2 separate regions of the Mus musculus genome follow, and region 2 is linked to region 1. A link is a contact called in public promoter capture Hi-C data. All regions are on one chromosome and are shown on one strand. The core of a region is the stretch at or near the end of the contact, and the rest is flanking DNA. Distances in the headings are between cores, read along the strand shown. Region 1 overlaps Por (P450 (cytochrome) oxidoreductase). Region 2 has its middle 17 kb from the start of Mdh2.

The links. Capture Hi-C pulls out chosen DNA fragments and counts their contacts.
Region 2: a contact with region 1 is called in a promoter capture Hi-C map of adipose tissue. The contact joins two enhancer-like sites. A contact is called at or near these places in 5 of 115 datasets of contacts at active chromatin or transcription factors (effector CD8 T cells, embryonic stem cells, microglia and 1 more) and 3 of 9 other capture datasets (adipose tissue, liver and pancreatic islet).

The regions. Positions count from the first base shown.
Region 1 is chr5:135,710,337-135,715,487 of GRCm38.p6, reverse strand. All of the region lies in intron 1 of Por (P450 (cytochrome) oxidoreductase), which reads right to left. Among named protein-coding and RNA genes, the nearest start is that of Mir7034, 23 kb to the left of the region's middle. Within about 2 kb of position 1,852, at least 229 of the 459 cell types and tissues checked have an H3K27ac peak or open chromatin away from gene starts, as enhancers often do. A contact at or near this core is called in adipose tissue and pancreatic cancer cells, where this site is marked.
Region 2 is chr5:135,793,131-135,797,699 of GRCm38.p6, reverse strand. No RefSeq gene overlaps it. Among named protein-coding and RNA genes, the nearest start is that of Mdh2, 17 kb to the right of the region's middle. Within about 2 kb of position 3,204, at least 225 of the 459 cell types and tissues checked have an H3K27ac peak or open chromatin away from gene starts, as enhancers often do. A contact at or near this core is called in adipose tissue and pancreatic cancer cells, where this site is marked.

The DNA.
Region 1 (5,151 bases), core at 603-3,102:
TGTGTGTGTGTGTAACCTGTTTTCTGCCCAGAAGGCTAGGAATGGATGCGGTTAAGGCCTGGTGACCTCCGTGCTCTGAGTATGTTCAGCCACAACAGCTCTCCCAGACTCTTAGGTTTATCTCCGTCAATCTGCAGGCTATCCTTCGGGAGAGCCTTATCTGAGCACGGTTTACCTTGAGCCTGCTTTCTTCGTTCGTCTACAGAACCTATCTCTATGGAAGATGTCACTTGTCCTTTACAAGAGCTCTGATGTAATTATGTCTTAAACTTTGCTGTACACATGGGACTGAGTTAATTATCATCAAGAAACTTTTTCCTAAATTATACTGTGCTTAAATATGCCTAAAAGAAACTGCCTAAAATTTGAACCAAGCCTGCCTTAGTGGTATTGAATCGAAGCTCCCTCTTGCTTCTCCTGAATCAACACGCTGATGGCTGTGGTGTTTGCAAAGACCCCCACACATGCCCACAAAGACAAAGACATGGTTAAGACCCCAGTAGAGAGATAGCTCCTTTGCCCCAAAGGCTGGGCTCTTGAGTTGTCTGAATGGGACATGGTCCTAAGTCTTTGCAACTGGCCCTGGAGATTCTGGCTGACTAGAATACATTAACTGGAGACCCTGGGCCTCAAGAACAGGTCCAACTAACAGTGAGTCTCTAACACACAGCCTGGCATCTGGTACTTGGAAACCCTGAGCTGGTTTGACATCCATAGGTCCTAGCGACACAGTCTAGGCTTCCAGACCTGCAAGCCTGATGCCCACAATATCCTTGATGCCAAGGCTCTAAGGACATTCATTTACCGTTGATCACAGCTGATTTTCAACTGATGCTTGGGTCAGGTCCTGAGACTACCATCATAAACTGACTTAAAAGTATATTTAAGGGGTTGATAAGACTAAGTGTTTGCTTTGCAAATCTGAGAAACTGGGTTCAAACCCCGGAGCTTGTATTTAAAAAAAAAACAAAGCTGACTATGGTTGGTGAGGTGGCTCAGCAGGTTTAGGCACAATGACCTGAATTCCACGCCTGGGACCCACATTGGAACAAGAATATACTCCTGAAAATTGTCTACTAACCTCCACACATGCTTCAGTGCGCGCGCACACGTGCACACACACACGCTTTCATACACAAGCACATACACAAATAAAAATAGAAAGCTGTAAAGCCAGGTATGCCAGTGATCCCAGTCCCAGTGCTGGGAAGGCAGAGGGCAGAGGACTGAGTTGGCTTTCCTGTGGAACACTACTTAAGGTTGTTCACTGGTGTGTACACGCACACAGGAGCACTCGCGCACGTGTGCACACACTGTATTTAATATGACTAACTCAGCAAATACTGTAACATCTTGGCTTCATGAGAGGTGCTCAAGACAGTTTCATGGTCTGTTGGACAAAATCATCCCCCGAGAAGCCTACGAGGTACCAACTCGCTGACTTTTCACGCCATTGTTAAAGCAGGGACCATCTCTGCTTCATACAGGAAGTCATCCATCATTGCCAACAGAATGAAATGTCATCCACTGCCCCCCACCCCCGCAAGGAGAGGCCAACTGGAAATGCCACCCCAGCCTTTCCCGCACCCCGCCCTCCAGGCTTCAGCTCCCACCCCCCACGCTGTAACACACCACAGTTGTAAGTAAAAAAAAGCTTTCCTCAATTCTCAGTCCTGGGGAGACACTGAACCAGACATGGTCTTGGGAGTGCTCAGCTGGCCTATTCAGCATGAAAACCTGGCAGGTAGGTAGATCTGATCAGGGTCATAACAGCATGAGGTCCAGAACCCCAGGGGCAGGCTGTCCCTTCTGCTTCCTCATAGTCCTGTGACTGAGTGTGCGCTGCTCCAGTCACAACTCAGTCAGAAATGCCTGAGTCATATCTCGGCAACCCAGGCCAGTTGAGGTGGCTTCCTGTCAGCTTCCGTTTGCTGTCACAGCTTCAGGCACTGAGCCAACCAGCCTCAATCTGGGGTATCTGTCCTTCCAGTCCACAGCCCACTTGAGAGTCAGCTTCTTCTCGGATTTTAGACAAATGCTTTTCTAAGAGCTGGCTCTCATCTCAACTTATCCTTACTCGTCCTTATGGGGTGGTGCTGGGAATGAAACCCAGGGCTTCCCACAGGGTAGATACTGCTCTACCACTGAGCCACGTCTCCAGCCCATCACTGGGAATCCTAGGCAGGCCCTCCACCATTGAGTAAAGCTCCCAGCCTCAGGAAGGGGGTTCTACTATACTGCCGGCCCAGACCCCCGGCCTTTATTTTTTTTTTTTTGGTATCTGACACTAAAGGACAAATTTAACTCTCATGTCCTCAAGAATACTGTATTAAATATTTCAACCACACTATGTATTCAGTGCTGACTGTGTCTGTCCAACCTTATCTTCGTCTTTGATAAGCCCACGCACCTTCTGTCAAACATTCACAAATTGAGACCAGGAGGTGTGTAGGACCTGCTTCTAGAAGAGTCTGTCTCACAGAAGTGGGATGAAACAGACATTCCAAGTCAACTGCAGCCAGCTGGGGTCTGCTCAGGAATGATATGCTAACACGGAAAAGCAAGTACTTGTATTCCTCTCAGAGCCAGCAGGCAACAGATACGGACTCTTTGTCTTACTAGGGTAGCCTGGGCCCCTGGCTTTCAAGGAAAGCAGACAGATGCTCACAAAGCCAAGTCACAGGGCTGACTGCCCTTCCTTGTGTGCAGTTCCTAAGGCAGCAGAGTGTGGGGCACAGGGGCGCTGATGTACCTGTTACCCCCCAAATTACATTTAGGCCACTGCAAGGGGCTTGTGATGGTCAGACCACTCCCTGTATGTGGGTCCTTTTGCCTTTTTTTTCTTTTTTCATTTGTACTTTGAAACAGTGTAGCCCAGGCTAACTCCAAAGGTTCAATCCTCCCACCTAGGTCTCCCGGGTGCTGGGGTTGAGGGTGGGGTTACAGATGTGTACCACCCCATCCAAATACCAAGTGTCAACTTGGGAGTATTCAGAATCACCATAGAAACAAGCCTCTGGGCTGTGAGGAAGCTTCTAGATGAGGTTAGCTGAGGTGGGGAAACTCCCCCAAGACGGGCGCTACTATCCACAGGCTGGGGTCCGGGCTGAGTGAAGCAGGAGAAAGAAGCTGAGCCCCAGCATTCACCTCGCTCCCTTCCTGACAGTGGATAAAGTATGACCATCTGCCCCAAGCTCCCGTCATGCCCTCCTGTCACGCTGTCCCCTTGACCATGAACCAAAATAAACAGTTCCATTCCATTGCTCTTGTCAGGTATCCTTCACAGCAGTGCATAACATACTTAACACGCCTGGCCAACCAGGCTACACAGTAAGACCCCGTCCTAGAGAGGAGAAGCAATAACTAGTAGCCATGCATGGAGGCACATCCGTTATCCCAGCAGGTCACTGCTGAAGGACCTGGAGTTCAAAGTCCTCCTCAGCTACATAATGAGTTCAAGGCCAGCCTGGGCTACTTGGGACCCTAACTCAAAAAGCTCCTCTTCTTGTTTAACCATTTATCTTGGTCCCTCCATTTCCTCAGCTGGCTCGACTCTGACCTCAAGAGAAGTAGCCAGGCTCGGTAGGCCTGTAGATCCACTGAGCAGTTTCAAACAGCATCCACTAGCAGAAATAGCCAATAATTAAGCTGTCCACCTTGCTCGACCGTGTCCTGGAGCTGAGCTGCTGCCCCTTTGCCTTACTAGGTTGGCGGAACCTGGCCAGCTGGTGGACGTAGGAAGATTAATGTTCAAGCCATAGTGTGTGGTTAGCCCTGAAGCAGGTCCCATGTTTGCGAGTCAGCCAACCTCAGAAAATATCTATCTAGAGGTCCATGTGTGATGGCTTCACACCTCTTACTCTAGCAAGGAAGAGACAAGAGATCTCTGAGTGCAAGGTGGACAGCCTGATAATTGGGTGTTCTAGGGTTGAGGCTATTGATACAACTCAGTAAGTAAAGACGAACGCTGCCAATCTTAAGGGACCTGAGTTTGATTCCCAGATCCAGATGATAGAAGAGACTCGGTTCCTGCAGGCTGCCCTTTGATCTCCAGATCTGTACCCTCACACAAACATACTGGTATACACAAAAGGAACTTAAAATCGTTGTTGTTGTTGTTGTTTTGAGACAGAGTCTTCCTTTAGGCCACTCTGGTCACTCTGGACTCACCCTGTAGACCAGGCTGGCTCAAACTCACAGAGATCAATCAGCCTTTGGTTCTCAAGAGCTGGGATTAAAAGATGGGTTTTTTTGTTTATTCACCTTTTAAGTAACAGAAAGGCTCTCTCTTTCTCCAGGAGACTGTTTACAACACTGGAGTAAGGTTGCAAGCAAGGCCATCCTCCAGAGAGCATTTTTGCAACTTCTGGTTACTTCACTGAACTGAGGAGGGACCAGCATGCAAAGCAGGATGAGTCAGACACTTGTGCAAAAACAGCAAAGTGGGGAAGAGGCTAGCAGTTCCTCTGGCTCCACGTGCTGCCGAGTAGCGGTCACTATCAAACAGCTTAGTAGCAGTTCAACTCACAGATGCCTAGACCAAGGGAATTGGTGTCCATCTTGAACCTTCAGGGAGGAAAGAGGGTCTGTGCAGGCTCACAGAACTCTGCCTAGGTCTGGAGGCTTCAAAGAAACAAATCCTACTGTTGCATAATAAACAGCTCCCCTGCCAAAGATGCTCAGGGAAACTGTTCCCTAAGGCAACCTGCCCGCAAGGGTGACTGGGAGCCAGCCGTGGGCAGGCTATCCAGAAAGGCTGGCATGTGAACCCATGTGCTATTGGTATGGATTTCTCTGGGTTTTCCTTGAGGAGGGGGGATGGGCTTTTTGAATCTGCCAGTTTTACGTCTTTTGCACTTTGAGGATCGTTTTAGCCATGACTTACTGGACTCTTTTCCCCAGCCCTAACCTCTCTTTCTGCTTCTGGATTAAGTTCTATATATTTTTAAATTTTATCTATATGCATATATACCTGCAAGAAGCTAGTGGAGGATTCCCCTGGAGCTGATGTTACAGGGTGATGTGGGTACAAGCACTCTTCACCAATGGGGCCTCTCTCCAGTGCCCTTCATGACTTATCCTCTCACAAGCCTCCAATGTTCTCGCTGTCAACATAAACCCAGTTTTCCTTTAGTTCAGACTGGAGCGTCT
Region 2 (4,569 bases), core at 1,955-4,454, 81 kb before region 1:
AATTATACGATGTTGGCCTTGGGGTATATTAATTCCTTTCCTTATCACCACGACAAGAGCAGCTTAGGGGAGGAAGGGACGGCTGTGTCCCACAGTGTGAGCTTATCTGTCAGGGAAGGTGCAGCAGCAGCAGCAGGAGCATGAGGCAACTCCTCCCGAGGCATCCATAGTCAGGAAGCAGCGAGAGAGGGATGCTGGGGCTCTGCTTGCTTTCTTCCTTGCATCCCTTCCAGGACCTCAGACCGAGGGACGCTGCTGCCCACATTCAGGGTGGGTTTCCTCTCCTCAGTTAGACCTGTCTAGAAATGCCCTCATGGACACAGCCAGCAACCAAATTCCACCAAGTTGCCAATGGAAACTCACCATCATAGGCGATGGGAAAAACCACTTCCAAATCCCAGCACTTGGGATACAGAGGCAGGCTGATTTCTGAGTTCGAGGCCAGCCTGGTCTACAGAGTGAGTTCCAGGACAGCCAGGTCTATACAGAGAAACCCTGTCTCGAAAAACAAAACAACAACAACAAAAACCCACTTCAACAAAAATCCCACTTCCAAGTCCTGGATTTGAGCCCCCTTCAGGAATGGAAGTGTAGCTCAGTGAGGTGAACAGCTGTGTGGGTGCCCTGGAATGGGATATATAAGTTGCTCTCTGGATCCCCAAACTTGAGCTTGTATTTAGGAGGAGTGCCAGTCTATGGTGCTATTAAAATATTTAACTAGGGCTGGAGAGATGGCTCAGCAGTTAAGAGCACTGGATGCTCTTACTGAGGACGGAGGTTCGGTTCCCAGCACCAGTATGGCAGCTCACAACCATCTGTTACTTCAGTCCCAGGGGAATTAGTGCTCTCCTCTGACTGTGTGGGCATTGCACACTTATGGTGCACACACAGGCAAAGCACTCATACACATAAAATAAAAAAACAAAATCCTTTGAAGGATTCAGTATAGCTGGGTATGATGCTACACCTCAGCACCCAGCAGACTGAGCTAGAAGGATCATGGTTTCCAGGGTAGCCTGAGCTACATAGGGAGATCTTGCCTCAAAAATAAAACCAAGGAAGGAAGGAAGGCTGGGAGGTGGCTTAATGGTTAAGGACACTCTCACTGCTCTTGCAGAGGACTCGAGATCAGAGCCTTAGCACTCATGTCAGGATGCTCACAACCACCTGTAACTCTAGCTCCAGGGATCTGACCCCTTCTCCTGGACTTCACATATACCTGCACACACATGCAATTCCCCTCTCTACCCCCGCAACATATAATTAAAAATAAAATCTGGTTTTAGATGGTGTACTGGCTGGTTTAGTGTCAACTTGACACAAGCTGGAGTTATCACAGAGAAAGGATCCTCCCTTGAGGAAATGCCTCCATGAGACCCAGCTATAACACATTTTCTCAATTAGTGAGTGATCAAGTGGGGAGGGCCCAGCCCTATGTGGGTGGTGCCATCCCTAGGCTGGTAGTCCTGGGTTCTATAAGAAGGCAAGCTGAGCTAGCCAGGGGAAGCAAGCCAGCAAGCAGCACCCCTCCACGGCTTCTGTATCCACCCCTGCCTCCAAGGTTCCACCTGTGTGAGTTCCTATCCTGACTTCCTTTGGTGATGAACAGCAATGTGGAAGTGTAAGCTGAATAAACCCTTTCCTCCCCAACCTGCTTCTTGGTCATGATGTTTGTGCAGTATTAGAAACCCTGACTAGGACAGATGGGTACCGGATACTGGAAGCACTTGGGTACTGATCAGTGGACTTAGGGGTCCTCTTGGCGTGTTCAGCAGTTACCCATTTACTAAAGGGAATTTTGGGATGATCTACAGGCGATGGCCTCAGACAGAGCAACAACAGGTGACTTAAGTGGGCTACGGAAATGTCTCTTCCTCCCCAGTAGGTCAGCTATCCTGGGGTGACTATTTTCAAGAGGTTCTCCACTTCTGGCATCTGCTTCTGTCTGCCCTGCAGTGACCCCAGTTAGATGGCATAACAGAATGAAGAGGGTCAAGAGAGAATGTGATCTAGTCAACTGGCTAGGATCCCCTTGTGTTAGAGAAAAGGAGACAACAGTTCTCTCTCTCTCTCTCTCTCTCTCTCTCTCTCTCTCTCTCTCTCTCTCTCTCGGTCAGATTTGTCATTTTTATGTATATGTCTACCTGCACAGTCTTTTGTTTTGGTTTTTAAAATATTTATTTATTTGCTTTATGTACGAGTTCTCAGCTTTCAGACACACCAGAGGAGGGCATCGGATTCCATTACAGACGGTTGTGAGCCACCGTGTGGTTGCTGGGATTTGAACTCAGGACCTCTGGAAGAGCAACCAGTCATCTTAACCACTGAGCCATCTCTGAGTCCCCTACCTGTGCAGATTTATGTGCAGCACCTGAGTGCAGGAGTCCCCAGAGCCTGGAAGAGGCCGTTGGATCCTCTGGAACAGTCCACACCTGAGTGCTAGAAACTGGACTCAGGTCCTCCGGAAGAGCAATAAGCCTCTTACTGGGAGCTAACAATAGCCTTTTAAAGTAGGTTCAGGCGATCTATCCTGAGCCCAGAATACAGGCCCCAGGCCAGGTCTCTGGCCTCAGATGTCTGCAGAAACTGCAGGGCAGACCTGGGCCTGTCCCCACTCCTGTCCCCTAGGTAGCTTTCTTCTACACTGGGTTTGAATATCAGCCTCCTTTCTCCTTGGATATCAGCATTGTCCTTGTCCAGTGTCCAGAGCGTTGGAGGCAGGAAAAGCCCATAGACAGTCTGGCCACTCCCTCAAACCTACAGAGACTCAGAGCTTTGCTTTCCGACCTAGGGGCGTCTTTCCTTGGCCCTCCCTTTATTGTTTGCTCTTACTCTGGCGGCTGGCGACTGTCCCCTCCCTTCTGCCTGGATGAGACAAGACCAGACAGCACGGCTAGCCTGATTTGGCTCTGGAATGCTAATCTCACTCCCGAGTGACCTAGTCTGCCTGGAAACTATGCACAGCATCGGCCTCTCGCCCCCTCTTCTGGCCACAGAGGGAACTGCAGAGTCTGGGCCCGGAAGCCTGGACACCACAGCGAACTCACGAAAACTCACTAAATTGCTCTCCTTTTCATTTTCCAATGCGACCGTGGTTCCTTCCCCTGACCCCAGCAATCTTCTACAATCCATTTGTTCTCATTCGGGTCCCCCACTGCCTCGAAGCTGCTAAGGACTGCCTCTCATAATGGCTTGCATAATGAGCACATTAACACTCCAATCACCACCCTCGCCTTGCTTTGCTAGTCAGGAAACAGGAGGTGGTCAGGGAGGGAGTTAACTGGATGGACATTCTACAAGAACAGTACTAGCTTTTAGCTGCTAAGTCATCCCTCCAGCTCTTCCTGGTCTTCCACTGACCCCAGAGCTCCCTGATTGGCTAGCCTGGCTGGCCAGCAAGTGCCAGGAATCCTCCTGTCTCCGTTCTACCTCCAATTTCCTCAGTGCTGTGGTTACATGTGCATAATGCCACACCTGGCTTTTTCTGTGTGCTCTTCGTCTGTGTTTAAGTACTAGGTATTTCCCCCACTGAGCATCTCCCCAGTGGCGCTGAGAGGGAGTGGAAATGGGGCTGAGAAGTGAGTTGGCCCTTCCCAAGCTGCTTACAGCCACCCCGTTGACTCTCAGGCTCTCTGTTGTGTTCTTGCATCGTGGAGTGCCGGCCTTTGGCTAGGAGTCTCTTGGCACTTTCCCGGAATGTAGTCTAGAGCCCACTTCGCATGCAAAGAGGATCTTTCTCATTGGACTGAAGCAGCTTCAGTCTGTGGCCTAACACCAAATTGTGAAGTTATTTAAAACATCGAGTCATCTCCCTCTTTTGTTAGATTTATATTTGTGTGCACGTGTGTTCAGGTGTGTTTGTCTGTGTGTGCACTTGTGTGTGGAGGTCAGAGGTCAACTTCAGGTGTTCCTCAGAACATCCAGTCTGTCCATCTTGGTTTTGAGACAGTCTGTCTCATGGGCCTGCCACTCAGTGATGTGACCAGGTTGCCTGGCCAGTGAGTCCTGGGGGTTCAAACTCACGGCCTTGTGCTTATGAAGAACATGTCCTCTACCAGGGAACTGTCGACCTTATGCAATGTTTTCCTTACTAGATTGTGGGACTTTTGATGAGGAACCTTGTAGCTGGCAAGGCCTTAATCTCAGGCTCAGAAGTTTGGACACACTTGCTCCTTCGCTGCCTGAAATGCTAGCCCAGCACTCTCCTGTGTGAGCAGGCTGCCAAGGAAGACTGGAGATCCCTGCTCTGCCTAGACATCTGGGGGTGTCTTTTCTGGAGCCTTGGGGTCCCAGCCCTTCACCTTCATTTCTCCTGCTAGTTCTGAGACCAGAGCTGTCAGGCGAGACCTGACAGGCAGGAGCCAACACCAATGTGGCAGTGGGACCTGAGATCCCAGCGCTCAGAAGGATTTTTCACCTTAAGCGGGATTTTGTATTACCTTAAACATAGTGAGACTGTCAAAAAAGCATGTAGCCAGAGGACATAAAGGTCATTGCTTTCCTACTTTCACTCTTGCCATGGAGTTTTTGCTGGGTGGTATGTGTTTATGTGGTGATGCTTCGTGGCTG